Regions from separate parts of the Mus musculus genome. Here all the other regions are linked to region 6. The links are chromatin contacts, called in public HiChIP or PLAC-seq and promoter capture Hi-C maps. All regions are on one chromosome and are shown on one strand. The core of a region is the stretch at or near the end of the contact, and the rest is flanking DNA. Distances in the headings are between cores, read along the strand shown.

What was found. Promoter capture Hi-C pulls out the DNA fragments that hold promoters and counts their contacts. HiChIP or PLAC-seq counts read pairs in DNA pulled down with a chosen protein or histone mark.
Region 1: a contact with region 6 is called in a promoter capture Hi-C map of pre-B cells, with 6 times the contacts expected there. The contact joins the promoter of Bbs2 here to the promoter of Fto in region 6. A contact is called at or near these places in 3 of 39 promoter capture datasets (hippocampal neurons, liver and pre-B cells), 1 of 115 datasets of contacts at active chromatin or transcription factors (astrocytes) and 1 of 9 other capture datasets (liver).
Region 2: a promoter capture Hi-C map of pre-B cells shows a contact between it and region 6, with 5 times the contacts expected there. The contact joins the promoter of Nup93 here to the promoter of Fto in region 6. A contact is called at or near these places in 2 of 39 promoter capture datasets (the HPC-7 cell line and pre-B cells).
Region 3: an H3K27ac HiChIP or PLAC-seq map of bone marrow-derived dendritic cells shows a contact between it and region 6, with 8 times the contacts expected there. The contact joins the promoter of Snx20 here to the promoter of Fto in region 6. A contact is called at or near these places in 1 of 39 promoter capture datasets (pre-B cells), 1 of 484 Hi-C or Micro-C datasets (CD8 T cells) and 1 of 115 datasets of contacts at active chromatin or transcription factors (bone marrow-derived dendritic cells).
Region 4: a promoter capture Hi-C map of hippocampal neurons shows a contact between it and region 6, with 5 times the contacts expected there. The contact joins the promoter of 4930488L21Rik here to the promoter of Fto in region 6. A contact is called at or near these places in 1 of 39 promoter capture datasets (hippocampal neurons) and 1 of 115 datasets of contacts at active chromatin or transcription factors (astrocytes).
Region 5: a contact with region 6 is called in a promoter capture Hi-C map of hippocampal neurons, with 5 times the contacts expected there. The contact joins the promoter of Mt2 here to the promoter of Fto in region 6. A contact is called at or near these places in 3 of 39 promoter capture datasets (hippocampal neurons, liver and pre-B cells).

The regions. Positions count from the first base shown.
Region 1 is chr8:94,096,967-94,100,268 of GRCm38.p6, reverse strand. It overlaps Bbs2 (Bardet-Biedl syndrome 2 (human)), which reads left to right and starts at 1,760. Exons shown (of 17, transcript NM_026116.3): 1 at 1,760-2,033. The coding sequence starts at 1,917. It overlaps Gm39226 (a long non-coding RNA gene), which reads right to left and starts at 727. Exons shown (of 2, transcript XR_879106.1): 1 at 79-727.
Region 2 is chr8:94,213,290-94,216,761 of GRCm38.p6, reverse strand. It overlaps Nup93 (nucleoporin 93), which reads right to left and starts at 2,198. Exons shown (of 22, transcript NM_001357266.1): 1 at 2,131-2,198.
Region 3 is chr8:88,634,682-88,637,685 of GRCm38.p6, reverse strand. It overlaps Snx20 (sorting nexin 20), which reads left to right and starts at 1,558. Exons shown (of 4, transcript NM_027840.3): 1 at 1,558-1,700.
Region 4 is chr8:93,811,994-93,815,032 of GRCm38.p6, reverse strand. 4930488L21Rik (RIKEN cDNA 4930488L21 gene) reads left to right here and starts at 1,478. Exons shown (of 1, transcript NR_026888.1): 1 at 1,478-3,039. The region is part of intron 2 of Gnao1 (guanine nucleotide binding protein, alpha O); the gene reads right to left.
Region 5 is chr8:94,170,912-94,174,252 of GRCm38.p6, reverse strand. It overlaps Mt2 (metallothionein 2), which reads right to left and starts at 1,635. Exons shown (of 3, transcript NM_008630.2): 1 at 1,378-1,635; 2 at 1,061-1,126; 3 at 686-917. The coding sequence starts at 1,405. The coding sequence ends at 826. Gm39227 (a long non-coding RNA gene) reads left to right here and starts at 2,598. Exons shown (of 3, transcript XR_879107.2): 1 at 2,598-2,996.
Region 6 is chr8:91,311,600-91,315,061 of GRCm38.p6, reverse strand. It overlaps Fto (fat mass and obesity associated), which reads right to left and starts at 1,537. Exons shown (of 9, transcript NM_011936.2): 1 at 1,442-1,537. The coding sequence starts at 1,486. Rpgrip1l (Rpgrip1-like) reads left to right here and starts at 1,840. Exons shown (of 26, transcript NM_173431.2): 1 at 1,840-1,859.

The sequences.
Region 1 (3,302 bases), core at 511-3,010, 2.8 Mb before region 6:
GGCCACTCTAATCCAGGATGACCTCATTTCAAGCTCTTTAACTTACATCTGTAAAGACTGCTCTCCAAATAAGGTTACCTGTTGCCACCAGCAGTGAGGTGTGTGCCAGAGATACAGCTCCACTCTGCCACCTGCAGCAGCCCAAGCACTGGGCACTCCTTTCTGAGACCTCCATCCAAGTGACAACAGGATTCTTGGTTTCACTGCAGCAAAGAATTCCAGGACCAGACAGTTTGAAGCAGTTGAAGTTTCCTGAGATTTTGGTCACCAAGATGGCTCAGCAGGTTAAAAACAACATGGCTGATGACATGAGTTTGGTCCCTAGAACACATGGTATTGTTTTACACACACACACACACACACACACACACACACACCATATACCATACATAATTAATGTAATGTAATATGCTATACTATAATATAAGCATAACGGGGAGGGGCTGGGAAGGAGTTTAAAAGAGAGGATAGGTGCTAAGGGATAGAATAATACATAGCCAAAAGCTTGGATGTGGGTTTCAAGAGGGAACGACTCACTTAGTATCTTATCAGCTACATAGACTGCTTAGTAGCTCTAGTTATATCTCAATGGGCTGTTAGGAATTCCACCCCACTCCCATCTTCTTTCTCTCTTTTGTTTTACTTTGAAAATTAGCTTACAAAGTAGCAGGTCTTTTATGACATTTTCATGCATACTATGGCTGGCTGATCCTTCTCACCTGCTAGTTCCTTTCTTCTACTCCCCCCCCCCCCCCCCCCCCCCCCCCCCCCCCCGCACATTTACTCTTCTTTCTTTCCCTTCTTTTTGATGAATACGTTTATAAGGTGACTTCACCGGTGCTTTGAGTAGAGTTTGCAATTTGCTAAGATGAACCGACTTGTCACAAGGATGTAAAGAGTTAAGTCACATCATTTATTTAAGTAGGGTTTCTTGTGAGGTCCCTAGCAAATTACAGATTTACAGCTGGCAAAGGAGAAAGGCCATGTCCGTTTAGTACTTAAGCAGGATTCAGTGCTTTTTCAACATTCTTAGTTGAAAGTCTTTTCATATAAAGGGCATGTTGTCTCTAGCTGAGCAACTTTGTACAAATGCTAATTGTCCTGAAAATCTTGACTCAGCTGGTGGAGCGCCTTAACTGGACTTGGGAGAGAAGTACTCTTTCCCTTCCCATGTCCCTCAACTTTGCATCGTTCTCTACTGCTTTATATTTACCACCTAAACTATTTAAATAAACTATACTCTTTACTTTTATCTTGAGGGGATTATTATTTTCGGGTTACTATTGACGTTTGCCTGGGCATAACAGCTAAAGCAAGGGATACACTAAGCACTTTAACGTTAGTTTTGTTTTGTTTTTTTAATCGTGCGTGTGCATGTCCTTGGAGCTGGTTTTCTGCTTCCAACTCGGGTCATCAGGGTTGGTATCAAGTGTCTTCACCCACTTAACTATCCGCCCCGTAAAGCCTTAGTTCTTGAACGAATGAAAGGGTGACATAGTGTGTGGCGTGTACGGGGTGCAGCTTGGCTGACACGCTACAGAGAATCCTGGGGAGGTACTGGCTTAGACACCGCCATCCCAGACGCCAAGGTAAGGCTTCATCTAACACTAATTTACAGCCGCAGTCCGAGGACAGACAAAGAACGCAGGCCAACCAGGCACGACGCCACTGCGCAGTCGCAGGAGCTAGTTGGGACTTGCGTAGCTCTGCCGCTGGGAGGGTCCGCGCAGGCGTAGAGAGAGTTGGCGACACCGATCGCGCTCTAGTCTGCGCTTCCGGCGCCGGGCCTGTGGCGTTCCGCAGTCCTGCGTGTATTTACCTCCTACTCCTCATCCGCTGCTAGGCAACCGGCCGGCCAAGCTGCTTGCCTTGCGCCTGCGTCGGGCATCTGTCTTCCGCCCCTAGCTGGCGCCATCATGCTGCTGCCTGTGTTCACTCTGAAACTGCGCCACAAAATCAGCCCCCGCATGGTGGCCATAGGGCGCTACGACGGGACTCACCCGTGCTTGGCTGCCGCCACCCAAGCGGGCAAGGTAACCGCTCCCACCCGGACTCCTGCCTCCTCCAGATCCCGCCCCTCACGCTGCCCCGCCCCCTGCCCGCATTGCCTGGCAACCGGTCGCCGCTGTCCTTGGCTCCAGTCCCATCAAAGTGGGATTTCAAAGAACAGCTTTGTAGCAGTGACGTTTTTTATCACCAGGTTCTCAGTGTTGAACAGTATTGAGGACAGATCAGGAACCTAGGGAAAAGAAGTCTCAAGAAAAAGGAGCGCTTGTCCAGGAGTAGCAGCGATTGCTGACTCCAGATTCATGCCCAGGGCCTCTGCTTGCCTCCAGGATTCTCTTCCATATTTGCCTCTTTACAGTGGAGGAAGCGGGTGGGGTGGGGACAACAACCCAATGTTAAATTCAGATTGTAGTTTTGGTCCTTGATCACGTACATTCAGATCTTATCCCCATAACCTAAGTGTTCATTAAATGGTTATTATGAGCCACATACTGAGAAAGGGGTGTCAGGGTCACAGATAAAAAAAAAATTCAGATTTAGACCCAGTTTGCAAACAAAAGAAATTGTGAAAGTGAGATTGAATTCTTGTTGTTAGACTCAGCAGGTATGCCAGGTACACAATTGCATTTGTGTAAGGAGTTTTCAAGACACTGCCATGTGTGTTGTATGTTACCTTATATGCTACTTCTAGGGTTCCGTAGCAGGAACATAAGGATTCGTTTAAATGGGTTATGATTTCATAAACTGGTATGGTGAAGTAAAATGCTGAACATTCGTCTTGGTATGTGATGCTACTAGTTAAGAGGCGCTACCAGTCCTGAGGTAGTGCTACACATTTGTTATTTTATCTGTTCAAGAGATTGGGATCATAAGTTCAAAGCTAGCCTGGGCAACATAGGAAGACCCTGTCTCAAAATTAAAATTTTAGAAGAAGGGAGTTCTTTGTCCAATTGTCACTTGGATAAAGGCATGCACTGCTAAGTTTGATGACCTGAGTTCTGTCCTAGGGACACACAACATGGAGAGAGATCTGACTCTTGTAAGTTGTTGTCATCTGACCTTCACATGTGCTATAGAGCCTGGACACACACACATACCCACACACACACACACACACACACACACACACACGAATATTCAAATAGTAATATTAAAAAGGCTGATGATGTAACTCAGTGGTAGAACGATTGCCTAACATACTCAACAGCCTGGGTTCAGCCTCCTGAGCTGCCCTTATCCCAGGCACTGACAAACATCCAAAAGAAGTTCGCATCCACATATGCATATGTGCATAT
Region 2 (3,472 bases), core at 949-3,448, 2.9 Mb before region 6:
ATCTATGGATGCCAGCAACAATTCTAGTTCCTCACCTTGGGTCCCCACAACAGTCAATTTAGCCAGAAACCATCTGGCTCCCCTCTCCCCTGAGACTAGCCTATAACCAAGTTTACTTCTCAAAGCTCATGACAAGTCATGCCCTCACCGTTCCCCTCTGCTCTGACCTTCATGCCTTCCTCCCGATTACCTCAACAGTCTAAAACTTCCCATTTCTTCTAACACACTCTCCCTGTGGCCAAAGTGGCCATTCCAAAATATCTCCCACTTTAGACCAGTTGGGGCACCTCAACCTCAGTTTGTGACATGGTTGCATGAGGTGCTCTGTAAAACAGACAGCGCCATGCACCACCTTCAACTCTTCCCTCCTTCTTCAGTTGTACCCTGACACATCTCTGCTCCTCAGGAAGCCTGGCAGTTTCTTCCCTTCCCGCTCCTGTACCTGTCAAGCACACAAGCATCCCCACCACAGACAGAGAAGGCCCTCCCTACTTATTCTGAACCTTCTAGGCATTCTTCCCTAGCGGAGCAATTGTGACCACTTCTCAAACATCTCTTCCCGTAGAGGAAGGTTCACAGATATTTAACTCTGAATCCTGAGCATTGACCTAAGCCTGGCACATAATAGAACTAAAAACATGTTTGCTAATTAAAATGACTAGTGACCATAACAGAGTTGGGACCTCCTCCTGATCTTTACTCTGACACACACACAAACACCTCAAAATGCATCTACCTTATAGGCTCAGGGGTAAGAGAGATGGCTCAGCAGTTAAGAAAATCTACAGCTCTGTAGAGGACGCCAGCCCAGGTCCCAGCACCCACATCAGTGATTTACAGCTGTCTGTAACTCTAGCTCCAAGGAATCAGACACTCTCTTCTGGCCTCCACAGAAATATCCACATACATAAAAGACACACAAGAACACACAAATGAGAGGAAGAGAGGAGGGAGGGAGGGAGGGAGGGAGGGAGGGAGGGAGAAGAACCCAAGTTCACCACAGCTCCAACAGTTCAAGTCTCATGGTTTTAATATTTATGTTTATTGCTTATGTGTGTGATGTCTTCCCAAGAAAGAAGCCTGTCTCATTCACCACAAGCCTATAATATCAGTAACATTCATTTATTTGATATTTATTGAGCACCTACTTTATTGTGTACCAAACTTAAGTACTAGGTAGGCACTCATGTTCTACAGGGGTCGGGGAAGGACAAACAATACATAGGACAAATAAAACCTAAATGCTTAGGGGAAAAAAAAAAAGCAGTGAAGACAAGAAGAGTGAGGAAAGGCTTAGATTCTAATGGCCCTAGTGAAGACTCCAAGAAAGAGAGCAGACAAAACAGACATCCAACCACAAGAACAAAGCCCTTAAGTCAAAGCATGTCCTGCGGTGGTGTTGGGGGTGGGGAGAGAATGTGGGGTGTAACAGACATTGAAAGTATGGGTCACGTTATTTAAAAGCCTTACAGCTCACTACAGGGAGCTTATATTACTATTGTTGTTGTTATTTCTATGATTAGTATTACTGTTATTATTACTAAAGCGCTGACCTTTGCTTGTACTGAAAGTCATCTAGGGGGGTAGGGGTGGGGCAGGGTCTAATGTAGATCAGGCTGGCTTCAACTCGCTTTGAAAGCGACACCATGCCGCCCATGCTGTGATTTTCTTTCAGAAGGGACCCAATATACTTGGGCATCCCTTACAGAAGACAGGATACAGGGTACCCAGAAACAGGTGAGACAACCGAAGCGGCAATCATTAGCATCCTGTCGGATTCTCCGTAAAAGGAGATTAAAGTTGACAGGGGTTCGCTGGCCGCCCCTTCACCCGGAAGAGCCATTCTCTAGAAGAACGGCCCCCACGCCCCAAAGAGGGCAGTCAGGCCGGGTGACGCCTGGCAGCCGTGGGTGGGCGTGGCGACAGAGCACCAGTGGGGAGGACCACGCTCGGAAGAGCCTAGTCACAGCACTCGGCGAGCAGTCGCCGGCCGGCATGCCCAGCTACAGCAAGAGAGGAAGCACGAGCCTCTTCGAACTAGGCTCGGTGTTCTGCTTCAAGGCCAGGCCCCGAACTCGGGCCCAGGGTCGGCTCGGGGCCGCGTGGGCGCCCACACCTCACACACCTTACCTGCCTCCGTCGCCGCCCGCTGCCGGCTTCTTCACTACGCCGCCGCCGCCGCTTCTCGCGCCGCTCGCCCGCGCCTCCTGATTGGCTGAGGCAGTAAGCTCCCAGAAGCCCCTGCGCGTTGCGCCGCCAAATGAACTTTATGGAGACCCGCAAGAGGACACAGGCGTGGGGGCGGGGCGGGGCCGGAGGCGGGGCTGTCGCTACAAGTAAGTCAAGGAGCTCCGCCCTGCTCCCGCCCACGTGGTTGGAGTTGACAGTCCTAGAGGAAGCATTTCCGCAGTTCCCAATGCTGGGCAGACCCAGAGAGCTCGGCCACTCGGTGTAGAGCTTCAGTCAAGTGCCTGGGCCTGTTCTAGGTGCAGGGAACACGGTGACTTCCACAGCAGACAAGATCCCTGACCTCAAGCAGTTCTCAGCTTGGCCAGGGAAACAAAATATAGTGAATAAATGCAGCAGTAATTAGGAGAGCTAAGAACGGAAAAGCAAACTAATTGAAGAAAAATGGTCGGATGGCCAGGAAAGGTGTCATTCCAACTGAAAGGTGAAAGATAAAAACATGTTTTGGAGTTTCTCAAGGGAAAAGGCTGTCTTTTGGCAGCCTGAACAAGCAAGCTAGGCTGGCCACCTGCCCCGTTGGCCAATTACAGAAAAAAGCAGTGGTGATACCCAAAGAAAAGAGATTACTTCAGTGTGGCCGCGTTGGGAACAAAGTGTGTCACTGGGATATACAAGAACCCTTCAGGAGGTTCTTAGTCTAGTGGGTAAAAGAAATTTGAAAACAGGCGCTGAATGAAAACAATTTTGTTGGGAGTTTGAGAGAAAAATAACAGGACAGGCAAGCTGCAGGTCTCAGCAGCTGCTGAGAGGAGAGACCTGGATAGGAGGAGGTTTTGACAAATGTAAAAGAGTGTGGGGCTAACTGTAAGCACTCGTGTGTGAGTGTGTGTGTGTGTGTGTGTGTGTGTGTGTGTGTGTGTGTGTGTGTGTCCTGGTGCTCAAGGAGGCCAAAAGAGGTCATCAGATCTCCGGAGTAAGATTACAGGTGGTTGTGAGGCGGCATGGGTACTAGGAACCAAACCCAAAGTCCTTTGCAAGAGCAGTATGCTGAGCCATTGCTTTAGCTCCCGTAATAGCCTGTAATCGTTAAAGAGGCACTTTTTGGATTGCACAGTCTCGAACATGTCTAATCTTTCAATGAAGGTCACCGTCCTGACCTAATGAGGACCATGTGAACACAGGCCTAGGCAAGGTTGTCACCATTAATAATTCTAGTTTGGTAGATGCCTGTTTGATAAAGTGTTCTAGTCAGCTTTGCCTTATATGCTTATAAAACATAAATACA
Region 3 (3,004 bases), core at 309-2,808, 2.7 Mb after region 6:
GTGGCATCTCACAGATTTCAAGCCTGGGCAGAGACAGGGCAAGGAGCTGGAAAGATGCACGGTAGGAAGAGGAGGGGCAGAGGCACACACCTCTCTGCAACCTCTTGTCTCTTTACCACACTAGGCCCTCTGCCAGGCAACACGAGGCAGAGGCAAATGAGATCCGGCCCTTGCAGCTGGGACTGGCTAGCCAGAGGCACGCCATGCACAGTAGTTCTCTCAAGCTCTTGCCAAAACCAAATTCTTATGGATATGTGTGTTCTTGGTATGATAGTGATGGTGGTGCAGAGAGGCAGGATGTTGTACAGAGTCCTGAGCAGAAAGGCAAACGATGAGGATTTTAGTATGCCCTCAGTTGCCAGCCTCACACGCTCAGCATGACACCATTAAGTGTTCTGTACACCTTGACTCATCATAAGCTTCCTGAGGGCCTGTGGGGTTGAAGCAGATGCAAATGAGGGCGAAACCTCTGTGACAGTGAAAAGCAAGATTGATTTAGTTGAGCATGGTAGACAGCATCTATTCATCACAAGATCCTTTCAGTGCAAATGTGAGCCTCGGGAGGAAAAAGAGATTAAGAAGCACATGTACCCAAAGGAACCCTCTCGGCCTATCTTCAGCCATTAACGCAATTCGATAAAAGACAAAGAAGGCAATGGACTCCAACGGAGAAGAGATGGGTGGGAAATAAGCCTGTAAAATGTCTACCATAATTATCCTTTGTGGGACCCAGTGTTGTAAGCTATGAGGTGACACCCCTGCCCACACTGTAGAATGGCTTCAAGAAGTATTAGCCATGCCAAGGGTAGAGAAGGTACAGCCTGGCTCATTCACAGCCAGGGGAGTGCAAGATGTCCACCTGGGCCGTACCCTAGCCTATCCCATGACCTTTCTGTGTCAGGCACTGGCTCCGCATCCCACCAGCTCCATGCACCAAACCTCAGTTCTCCAGCTTGTCAACAGAACACGAAGGGCCCCATTATGCCTAGCTCATAGCTAGGATAATAACTATTAAAAGAATGTATCCCCAAATCCTCATGTTAGACTGAGATCCCTAACATAATGGGTTTGGGAGGTAGGGTCTTCTGAGAGTTGACTGTCATAAGGACAGTCTTCATAAAGGGATTTATGCTGTAACTGTGAAACTGGGGTGCATAAGGTAAGCTTTCTCTTGTCTGTCCACCTCCTACCATGGCATGTCACATGCGGCAGGACAGCCCTCACAGACACTACCAGTGTGCTCTTGCATGTTCCGGATCCAGAGCTATAAACTAAATAAACTTTCGTGTGTGTGATTTTTTTTCCTTCAGTTTATCGTCTTCTGTCATTGCCACAGAAAAGGACTAAAACAAAGGACTTTGAAATGAATTCTCCAAATGCCAGCTATCGTTCGGGTGTCTAATACGTATCAAGCTGCTTAAAGCTGCTGTGAAGTTAAACTGTCCTCCTGTTGGTGGCCTTGACCCACGTGGCCTGTATGATGTACTGCAGATATTTGTCTAGGAGGTTCAATGTACATCTTTCAGCAACCAATAAGCTGGGGCCCCTGAAGGAGATCACTCAGCCCATTTCCTGTTTTCAAAAGGAGAACTCAGGATTGCGGCAGACATTCAGCCATCTAGTTGGACCTTGCAAAAAGAGATCGGACTGGGGCATGTGACTCTCCTGGACCCCGAACCCACAAAGCCTGAAGATCCCAGGTCAGTCAGTGTTTGACCCCAAGCGTAGCTGGCTTCTGCGCCCTGAGACCCAGTGATGTCCTTGAGAGGCCCTCTAGGAACTCCCTGGGTACTGGTTAGGAGGGACCAAGGGTGGTGAGAGTATGGGCTGTCCTTAGAAACTGGGGCCAAACCCACCTCCAACCTCTAAGCCTGACTCCTTTTGCAATGCCAGGCACTGGTCCTGTTCCTGGGAACAAGTCCAGGCTTGTATTTCTCAAAGGGTGGACCCTGTAGCCGAGTAAGAATCCGGAGCCCACCCCAGCTCTGTCTGGGTGTTGTGGGGTAGGCAGCCTGCTTGCCTTAGAGCTCCTAACACTTCCTCTCCCCAGTCCCAGTGGGGATTCTGATGTGCACACCCAACTGAGAGCGCTTCCAGCGGCAAGCTCCACAGAGAAGCACCCAGGGGTCCCATGGTGCTCAGGGCAGGTGGAGCCTTGGCTGGCCCTTCAATGGAGACCTGAGGAGGCTGCCCTACAAAGAAAGGAGACTTAAACTCAAACTCCCGCAGCCAGGGCTGCCGCTCCCTGTCCTTCCTTTCCTTCCTTCCTCCTCCTCTTTGAATGGGTGCCTCTCAGTTCTTCTGTCTTATGGGCAAGGGCTTTTACTATATTCTACCAGATTTTCATTAGCCACCCCCCACAACCTTCCCCCTGCCCCCGAGAAAGGTGGCCTCGGCTCTACAAGTGGCCCTGTGTATGAAGGAGGAGGACTGAAGAGGGCAGGGCCCCTTGAAGTGGGGAACAAGAGCCAAGGCTCCCGGAAAATGAAGATTGTCATGCACAGAAGATAGTAAGGGGTGGAGGGGTGGGAGCCTGCGACTCTGCTCTGTCCTCTGGGCCAAGTCCAGTCCCAACATCTGCAGTGCTTTGTTCTGATGGCTAGAAATCTTTCCCACTGAGGGTGTGGAGTGATAAGGCAGCCCTCAGAACCCTCTGTCCCCAAGGAGCTTAGCAGCTGGGCGTAGTGGCGCAGGCCTTTGATCCCAGCACTTGGGAGGCAGAGGCAGGCAGATTTCTGAGTTCGAGGCCAGCCTGGTCTACAGAGTGAGTTCCAGGACAGCCAGGGCTATACAGAGAAACTCTGTCTCAAAAAACTAAAAAAACAAAAAACCAAGGAGCTTAGCAAAAGGATCAATTGCCCACAGGGGGAAACTGAGGCTTGGATGTGTTTGGGAAACTGTCAACATATCATCTTTATCTACTTGTCTTTAAATGGGTCACTCCCAGCCTGTCCTGTAAGAGGACAGGAACAGCTTTGGTTGTGGCTTTGAGTTTTATTCTAAG
Region 4 (3,039 bases), core at 229-2,728, 2.5 Mb before region 6:
CTCCCCCTTATTGCATTGTGCAGAAAAATTCCAAAGGTTTGAGTGTGTAACGGCCCTGGGCTGATGAGGGTAATAACGCCCTGTTCTAGGCAGTGTCTCTGCCTGCCAGTCCCTAACGGCTTCACTAGCTGCTACAGGCATATTCTGATTCCTCCTCATAAGCAGCACCGCAACCTGGACGAGGACACAAGCCGACTGAAGCAGCTCCTTGCCTTCTGAAAACGCTGATGACAAAGGATCTGATAACATTCGGATAGCAATATTCCTCCTCTCAACCCAAAGGAAGGGGCTGTGCTACTAGGCCCAATCCCTGGCTCCTCACAGGGTGTCACCAACGGCAGACTCTCTAACCATCTAATTTCATCTGCCTAGGTGAAACAACACAGCATCTGAATTAACTTACACATATGGCCTGACGGGCTCGTCACCAATCATATTGCACAGGGAAACAGGAAATTGCTTTCTGCAAATGCTACCGAGGCTTTCTGGGCTGGCCCCACCCAGAAAGTACAATCTTCCCCGGCTACAAATGACTCTCACTCAAGTGGTGATCTCAAAACCCATCTCTGGAAGTGAGGACTCCAAAGAATCTGTCACCGGGATACAGTGACACCAACCTCACATTTTGTGGTTAATAAAACAAGTCCTGCATTCGGCTTGGCACAAGTCCCTGATCTGATTTATTTCAGGCTCAGCTCATAGGAAAAACTGCCATTCATGAATGCTTCAGGAGGGCAGGTCAGCTGGGTTTTTTGTGGCACAACTGGCGTGCTCACACCCATTTCTGGTGGACATTCTGATCAAACCTAGCCGATTTCCTAAAGAGATCTGGCACGTTTTGTTCTTAAAGGGAAACAAACAAACAAAAAAAAAATCAATTACAAAAAAAAAATCTCAGTTTTGACAGGCAGTTTTCACAGAAAAGGTGTTTGTGGGAATAGAGAAAGGAAGAAATGCAGGAAAAGAGAAAAATGTTCTGATTTCCGATTAAATAGAATCAAACATCGGACACTTCACCCCATCTTCCTCAGTGCAACCCAATATAAGTCAGACGCACAGGACTTTCCTCAGAATGTCTCCTCAGTCTTCCTTTAAGATTTCGTGCCCCAGGACTTAATCAGGAATTTCCATTCTAAAGTGGCACACGGATCTCCTCAGAGAGCTAAGCTTTCTTTGAATAAAAAAGGCAAGTTGCCCTTTTGGGGACTCGATACGTATTTTTAAACCTCTTATTAAATCAACCTAATTTATGAGGCATGTTCAGGAAGAGCAGGTAGCAAGCTGCTTTGGTGGATGCAAAGTTTCTTTGCCATCCCCTCCCACACCCCCAATTCCACCTCCTTTGCCCTCCTCCTGCCGAGGGTTTCCGAATGTCTTCGGGGCCTTTCCGAAGCCGCCGAAGCCGCTCGGCCCTCTCCGCTTGGACCCCGACTGTGCTCCGAACACTGTCGAGATCCTCCGAGCCCCGCTCCCAGGTCAGGCCGAGCGGAGCCGAACACCGCCGAGCCAAGCTCAGCCCCATCGACTTTTCCAGCCTCGGCTGGGCGCTGTCCACCACTTACAACGCCTGAAACCTCACCCTGGCTCAGGAGGCCGAGGCTTCTACCGGACTCCCGGCCTGCCACAGTGGATTACAGACTTGTGAAGTTTCGAAACCTGCCCCTAAGGAGAAAGAGGTGGCGCGGTTTGCATTTCCCGACACGCGAGGGCTCCAGGCAGATGCAACATGCACCTTGTTGCAAAGAGCAATTCCCCAGGCCCCGCCTCCCCATCCATTTGGACTGCACAAGCCCCAGAGAAACCCCAGGCCAAATTACTGGTGGCTCAGAAGGGTGAGGCTAGCCGAAGGGGCCTGTGAGAAGAAAGCCCCCGGGAGCTCTCGAACGCAAATAAGAACATGCCAAGCAGATGGGAGAAACTGTCTCCTAGTCGCTGCTCCCTACCATCATGGCGCCGCCTGGAACTCGCTTGTCATGCCTGTTACACATGCAAGAATTTTTGCTTCTTGGTTTTGAAACCACAAGCACGATTTGTCTCCCACCCACCTTCCCTCGAAAGGGGCTTTTATTTTCCATTGTTTTCCTACGGGATGCAATTACTTCGGCTATTCTGTCAAGTTGAAAAATAATCATTTTTGTTTACAGCACAGCAACCTCTAATTAGGAGCTGTGTGTGCACGAAGGTGTCACAGCAAAGCGACATGGAATCCTCGCTAAACGGTCCTAACGAACTCCTCCGTCCCGAACTGACAGGCCAACGGAAACAGGGCCAGGAGGCCCGGAAGGCACGCACCCGTTCCCTGCCGGCCACCCCTCCCCAGGCAGAGCTGCCTGGAGGCTCACCGGGAACCGTGGAGTGGATGGGGCAAGAAGCAAGCCAGAGAGGAGGAAGGACGGGCGAGGCTCCTAAGTGGGGAAATGTGGAAAGGAAGGAATATCCCATTTTGTTTTAATTTTCAACCATCACTCAAATCCACCCCCAGTTAATTAGGAGGGGAAACTGATATCTAAGGCAGAAAGGGGGCGGTGGCAAGTAGGGCCTGAAATCCGCATTGAAGGTAGAATACAGAGTGTAAATACAACGATAAAGGCTACACAGTGACTGGAACCTGCGGGTGTCAGAAGAGCAAAGGCTGGAGGGCCAGGGAGGAGAGGGGCTGGAGGGCAGATGAAACTGGCTTTTAGCCCCACAGACCCTCCCACCTCTGCCTTGGATAAGGCTGTGTCTGTCACATCCGCTTGGAAACCCATCCTTTCTCCCCAGTGCACGCCCCCTCCCCTAACCCTTGCTCGCTTTGGGGGGGGGGGTCGTCTAAGCCACAGCCACCAGGAATTCAGCACCAAACTCGTGAACAGCAAACACTTGATCCTCCACCCCAATCTGCTAGGGCTGGGTCCCCTCCATGTTTTAGTCAAGTTCAAAATCACTGCCTCAAGAGAAGCAGGGGGAAGTGGGATTCGAGGGGTGGGGTGGAGGAGGAGGGGAAAGAAGATGAGGCAGAGACAGAAATGGAGGCAGTGAAACACGAAATACTCCACG
Region 5 (3,341 bases), core at 386-2,885, 2.9 Mb before region 6:
ACCAGAAGAGGGCGTCAGATCTCATTATGGAAGGTTGTGAACCACCATGTGGTTTCTGGGAATTGACCTCATGACTTCTGGAAGAGCAGCCAGCGCTCTTAACCCGAGCCACCTTGCCAGCCCATGTTACTGAATTTTTAAAAATGGATTTTAGTCTGTAAGCCCAGAATTTATAAGTCTAAGGCAGAAGCTCAAGGACAGCTTAGGTTACACAGTTAAGATCTGGCCTCAAAACCAAAGGTCACCAAAATTTGAGACCAAGCTGGCTTCAGAGTTAGTGGTCCTTCTGCCTCAGGCTCTCAAGTGTTGGGGTTATTACTCGTGGGAGACGTCATATCTGACTCACTCCCATTTTTATTTACAGGTATTTCATACTTTAAGCCTAAAAACCGAAAATAATTAGGGGTAGGGATGTGGCGCATTAGAGCACCTGGGTTTAGTAAGCAGGAAGCTTTCGGTTTAATCCCCAATACACACACACACACACACACACACACACACACACACACACACACACACACGCCCAGTAGGAATGGCCCATTTCTGTGACCAATGCATGCTTCTGCATGACCACTTTCTAGGCGGTCAAAGTCCAGAGAAATATAATCCGACTAGCTCAAATTCAGCTGCTGCAGTCCCATCTCAACGCCTCTGCCAGCCCTTAACCAATGCACAGAGACAAGCTGAATTAATCAAGTCAACGGCTTTTATTGTCAGTTACATGCTTTATAGAAAAAGTTGTGGAGAACGAGTCAGGGTTGTACAAAAAAGGCTAGGCTTCTACATGGTCTATTTACACAGATGTGGGGACCCCTCCGCCCCCCTTCAGGCACAGCAGCTGCACTTGTCGGAAGCCTCTTTGCAGATGCAGCCCTGGGAGCACTTCGCACAGCCCACGGGGCAGCAGGAGCAGCAGCCTGTGGGGAGAGAAGAGTTGAACGTGAGCGAGAAACCTTGTCAGAGGCACACCACCTGAACGCTCCCGGGAGGGAAGGCGCGGCGCGGCGGGCTAGGGACCCCAGGAGAGTGACGGGGAAATGGCAGAGAAGATCCAACTTACTTTTCTTGCAGGAAGTACATTTGCATTGTTTGCATTTGCAGGCGCCAGCGCAGGAGCAGGATCCATCTAAAAGTAGAAGGCAGTCAGTGAGCGCGGTTGAGTGGGACCCGGGAGTACCTGAACGCTGTTCTCCTAGGAAGGTGAGGCAAATCACCCGGGTAGGCGAGCCACTATCTCAAGGACTAGTTTAAAGGAGCAGGAGTGCTTCAGAATTCATTCGGAAGGGGTAGCCGGTCGTACCCTTAAAGTAATTACTAAAGGAGGGGCCAAAAAGCCTGTCTAGCTCTCCCAGAAATCCCGTCAGCAGTCCCCCTTACCGGAGGCACAGGAGCAGTTGGGGTCCATGGCGAGTGGAGGCGGCGGTTGAAGATCGACGAGAGATCGGTTTGAAGAGTTCTAGGAGCGTGATGGAGAGAAGCACGCGGAGCGCGACCTTTATAGCGGAGAGTATTGGGTCGAGCGCAAAAGCTCCGCCCGGGTGGAAGGCACCATGCACGCGCCCCCGCCGCCTGCACACGCCCTTTTTCTGGCTCAAGGGATATGGCCAGCACACGCCCCTGGGCCTGCGCACGACCCGAATTCTGCAAGCGGCCCTCTTTTTGCTCGTGGGACAGAGCCTGCACACGCCCTCCCCCCACCCCCCGCGCTGAGTCACACCCCCTTTCTCTGGGCTCAGGGACTGAGAGCAAAGGAGCTGAGCGCAAAGGGTCTGCGATCCGGTGGGAACCGGTTCCAGGACACCTGCTTGCTCCCGCGCGCGCCCTTTGCGGTGCCCCGGGGCCCGAGGGGCCGGGTGCAGAGGCGATGCTGAGCGACGAGACCTCTGGCCGCCCAGATCACGCCACGGGGACACAGTTTCCGCGCATGTCTTGTGTGCTAACCTGGGTGAAAGCGGGGCTTGGAGACCCTGCGTACAGGAAAACTTAGCTGGCAGTGTGAACCGGTTACAAAAACCAGCCCTACCCCTGGCTTAACTGCTGTTGGTGATGTACTCCTGCCCCCCTGCGTGTCACGTGCTGCGGGCACCGTAAGAGCTGTCGTTTTTCCTTACAAACGCTGGTTGGAGTGTTCATTATTCTCACCGTAGAAAAGTGGAAACGGAGACGCAGTCACATAGTCACTTGCCCAAGATGAGTGTAGGGTTCGAATCCACTAAGGCACCAGCCAGTTGTCAAGAGACTAGAGACCATAGACACAAGCCTTGTGCTAAGACTTACTCTTGGGGGGCGGGGGGAGGGCAGCGAGTGACAGGAAAAAATGGTGGGGGTCTTTGCTGGAGGTGGAATTCAAGAGAACGAAAGCAGTCCATTCTGGGAGGATATGGACCAGGGCCCTTTGCCAGGGTGTTTGCCAAGTAGGAAGGGCCAGATGGTGGTGTTCTGAAACACACGGATGGAAAGCCCCACGTAACCCGACCCACCTCCACCCACGGGTGGATGCTGAGGGGAAGGGTGGAGATGGCAGCCAAAATTTCTTCCCCTGGAGGTACATGGTGTTTCCCCACTTGCTTAAGTCTGCTGAAATCAGACTGGAAGTCATAGCTGGAATGTCTGTGTCATCTGCAGAGCCAGGAAACTGGTGCCGGAAGCTTCCCGGCAGGCCGACTCGGATACTTTCAACGGAGGCTGTGGGTGGGTTGTAACAGGACAGGCTGTCCTCGCAGCTCTTAGTGAAAACTGGGGCAATGCCTTCTTGACTCATTCCAGGCATTACTGGATGCCCACGGCTGTCCATGGATTGTGTGATTAAACACCGTGTCCTTTCCCTTCCTGGCACTTTCTGTGGCTGCCCTGGCTATGAACTTGAACCGGATTGATTTCTGGGCTCCCGTGCTCCCTTTCCAGACTGACCCCAGAGCAGTCTTTGCTGTAACTCCAGCCTCAAGCCAGGATGTTGTTGGCAGTCACCGCTGGCCAAGTCCCGTAAATTCATGGAGGTAACTAACCCACGGTACGGTTATTCCTGCCCAGTTCTCACTTCCCGCTAGGACTTAGATTTTGAAAATGGAAGTACGTCGTAGACTGGATGTATCCGCCAGTTCCTTTAATCAGAGCACTCAAGAGGCAGAGGCACGTAAATTTCTGTGAGTTCAAGGTCAGCCTAGTCTACATAGTGAGTTCCAGTCCAGCTTTGGCTATAAGGTGAGACCCTGTCTCAAACAAACAAAAAATACAAGCAACAATGAAAAAGGAAGTCAAGTTTGAATGATGTGACCCAGGCTTGTAATCTTAGCACTCAGAGGCCCAGCCAGGATTGTGAAAGTCAGGCTGACCTGGGTATA
Region 6 (3,462 bases), core at 288-2,787:
AGAAAGCATAGATTCAACAATCATGACTGATCGCATGACTGCCTGGGGGTAAAATAAAGAAATCGGCTGTAAAGAAATAACTTTTTAAAAGAGCCATGCCCTCTATGCAACTGGAACATTTTGCATATACGTACAGTCAAAACTTATCAAATTGTTCACAACAAATGACTGCAAGATTCTCTCTATACACTGGGCCTTAACTTAGCTGAACAGAAAGTCAAGCAATCACTTACGATTACTGAGACATTGTCTAGGACTTAACACAACTACCTGTGCTTCGCATCAGCCAGTACTTCAATGTCTTTCACAAAGAGACTAGAAATGGAGCTAGGAGATTAGAGAGGGGCAGCTCCTGATCCCTAATGCCACCTAGGAAACAAAAGGCCCTGAGCAAAGGCCAACTTCTGCCAGACTCCGTGTCCATGTCTGTAAAATACATAACTCAGGCCATTACACCCAAGACCCAAAACCCTTAGATTCCTAACTGACTTAGGAATCTTACAAGACAAAATTCTACGACAGCAAGTACTGTACCTGTTTTATTTCCTACTGATCCTCGCTGCCAGTATTTACCTACCATAGAATAAGCACCAAACGGCATAGCCAAGGGCCTTTGGCCAAATGAGCTACAGACAAGAGAGACTTTTAAGATGGGCAGAATCTGTTGTGTCCACTGAGGGGGACTGAATGCTGATAAGTTAGAACAAATCAATAGGTCCCAACTTTGGGGATGGGGGAAAAGGAAAATATTGAGCTTCCAGTGCTCATCTTCATAACGGACTGTTTATACTCTACCTATGTAATATCTGTCTTGCCATCTGCTGCAATGATATGAAATAATTATGCATTTAATGTAGGTGTCTGATACAAAAAAAAAAAAATGCTGCAAATAAGTCGCCGTTGCTGTTACTGTCATCCCAAGGAGTGTCCACTGTCAGAAAGCTGAACAGCAAGGACGGAGTCCAGGAATGTACTACCCACAGAAGCTATGTAAAGCGTATCTGATGTGCTGACCACGCAGACAAGTCATCTGGCCATTGAGGCAATGCTCCAAATAAAAACATGTCACCATACTAAATCTGTGGCTCAGCTGCGCTCGAGCTGAAAACACACAGGTGGTAAACTGGTAAACTGAGGCTCGAGAGTGGCTACAAATATAACCAAGGAATAGGGACAGAAGCAGGACAGGGACATAGATGTCTATCTTTTCATTTCTGACCAAGACTAACTGTATCCAGATCTGCATCCAGAGCAATATGAATTCACAGCACAGACGTGCGCGCGCACACTCACACCACGTCTGCAGGTCTCTTGCAAACAAGGCCCTGACACCCCTTGGCTTAACGCCGAGCATCCACTCAGCCATCCCAGCGGGTCTGCGGGTCCCCTGCCTCTAGCCCGGGACTAACACAGAATCCCAGACGCCCGGAGCCCCACATACCTTAGCTTCCCGCTCTCGTTCCTCCGCGGTCTGGACGCGCTTCATGCTGCTACTAAAGCCGCCTTCGCCACCGTGGGCCGTGTTCCCCCTCGCCCTGGACCCCGCCTCCTGTGTGTAGTTCTCTCAACGGCTCTCTCCCGCCTGGAGCCATTTGCTCTAATACCTAGAAGAACTACCCTTCCCAGAATGCTGCGCGAGACTCCCGAGTACTCCTTGGGCTCCGGAGCTGAATTTCTCCAGTCAGCTAGCAGGGCTAGCGTAGTCCGCTACGCGACCCGCCGACGGCCCGCACCCTACGGAGAACTACATTTCCCAGTGGGTAACGGGACTCACTGTTTTCCCGTGCTCCTCTGGGCCTGCAGAGGCTCGCGCCCTGGGCGCTATAGCAACCGGTAGCTAGCTGAGGGCGAACGCGGAGGTGAGTACTCTGTGAGGTGGGGGCTAATGCAGGTTGGCTGGCTCTTCCGCGGCCTCACAACTGAGCCTGGAGTCTGTTCGAAGCCCAGGATAGACCTGGGATTCTTGCGTGGAAAGCAGTCCATCCCGACACACCTCCACATCCGCAGGCCTGCATCTGACTCGCCCTGACCGCCCGCCCAGCCAGAAACGCAGCTGATAAGAATTGGCAACCCTAAGTCCTACAACTCAAAGGTCCCAGTCACATTTCACTCTGTTTCCCAGAAACTGGGCTTGGATGGTAGAACCTAAGCCTCCCAAGAGGCTTGTTACTGTTGTTGTTGTTGGCTTGTTACTGTTGTTGTTGTTGCTGCTGCTGCTGATTGTCGATTAGTTTTTAAAAGGGGGTCTCCCTATGCATCCTAGGCTGGCCTTAAACTAGCCTTTTTAGCCCATGCTCGTCTCAAATTCAATCAATAATAGGTCTTGCCTCAAGTTCCCACCACCACAATCAGTTTCTAGTGGCCTATCTTTTATTCTTTATTACTGTTTCTCATCTGACTACTCCCATAGTCTGTTAAAGCCATTACAGGGCAGAGACTTTGTTTAAACTCAGTGCCTGGCATTCATTCATTCATTCATTCATTCAATAAATGATAGCGTTAATGTCTACTATGTGACATCAGATAGCAGAAGAGGAACTATTTGGGGGAGGAAGGAGACCAGTGAGAGGAAGCTAGAGAGATGGGGGGGGGAGTGGTAGGGGACAGATATAAGCAAGAAACTATGATATAGGTGTGAAAATATACTAGGTTAAAAATGCATGACATGACAATGAATTACGATACAACTCTGGGATAATGACAAAGGCTGTTGCTGTAAGCAATAAGCCACAGCAGGGTGGTGGCACACTCAGGACAAATTCAGAGTCTACTCAGGGCATGGTGACACCCGACTTTAATCGTAACACTCTGGAAGTAGAGGCAGGGAGATCTTTGAATTCCAGCCAAGTTTATATAGTGAGATGACCCCCCCCCCCATTTTTTAAAGAAAAAAAAAACACAAGGAAAAAATAGAGAATTTGAGGCCAGTATGTTTAGTGTTCTTGGTGAATTTCATGTCAGCCTAGACAGCCTGGGCTTCCCTTGAAAAAGAAAAGTTAGAAACCAGGAAGAAAATTAACACAGAACAGTAAGGGAAACTCTAAGGAAAGGTCAGTTGGACTGAGCTCTGAAGTATGAGGAGACAGAAGAGCCTTAGGAGCAAGATAAAAGCATGCCATATGTGAGGAAAGCAGGGAAGGTTGTAAGTGGATCATAGCAAAGAGGGAGAATTCACTGTGCCATCTACCTACATCAGACCAGTAACAATTTTCTTCTCGGTCATGATAACCAGAAATATCACCAAACAACTAACTCCTGCATTAATGACCTTGAGCAATTGAGCTAGCTTGTCTTAGCTTCTGTTTGTATCTAATGACCTTGAGCAATTGAGCTAGCTTGTCTTAGCTTCTGTTTGTATCTCAGGAACCATTTGAGTAGCCATTGCTTACGCACACTGTAAGCACAGTGAACAATATGTGTTAGCATCAACTTCTGCAGACATTCTTTCAGATATTTGCCCCT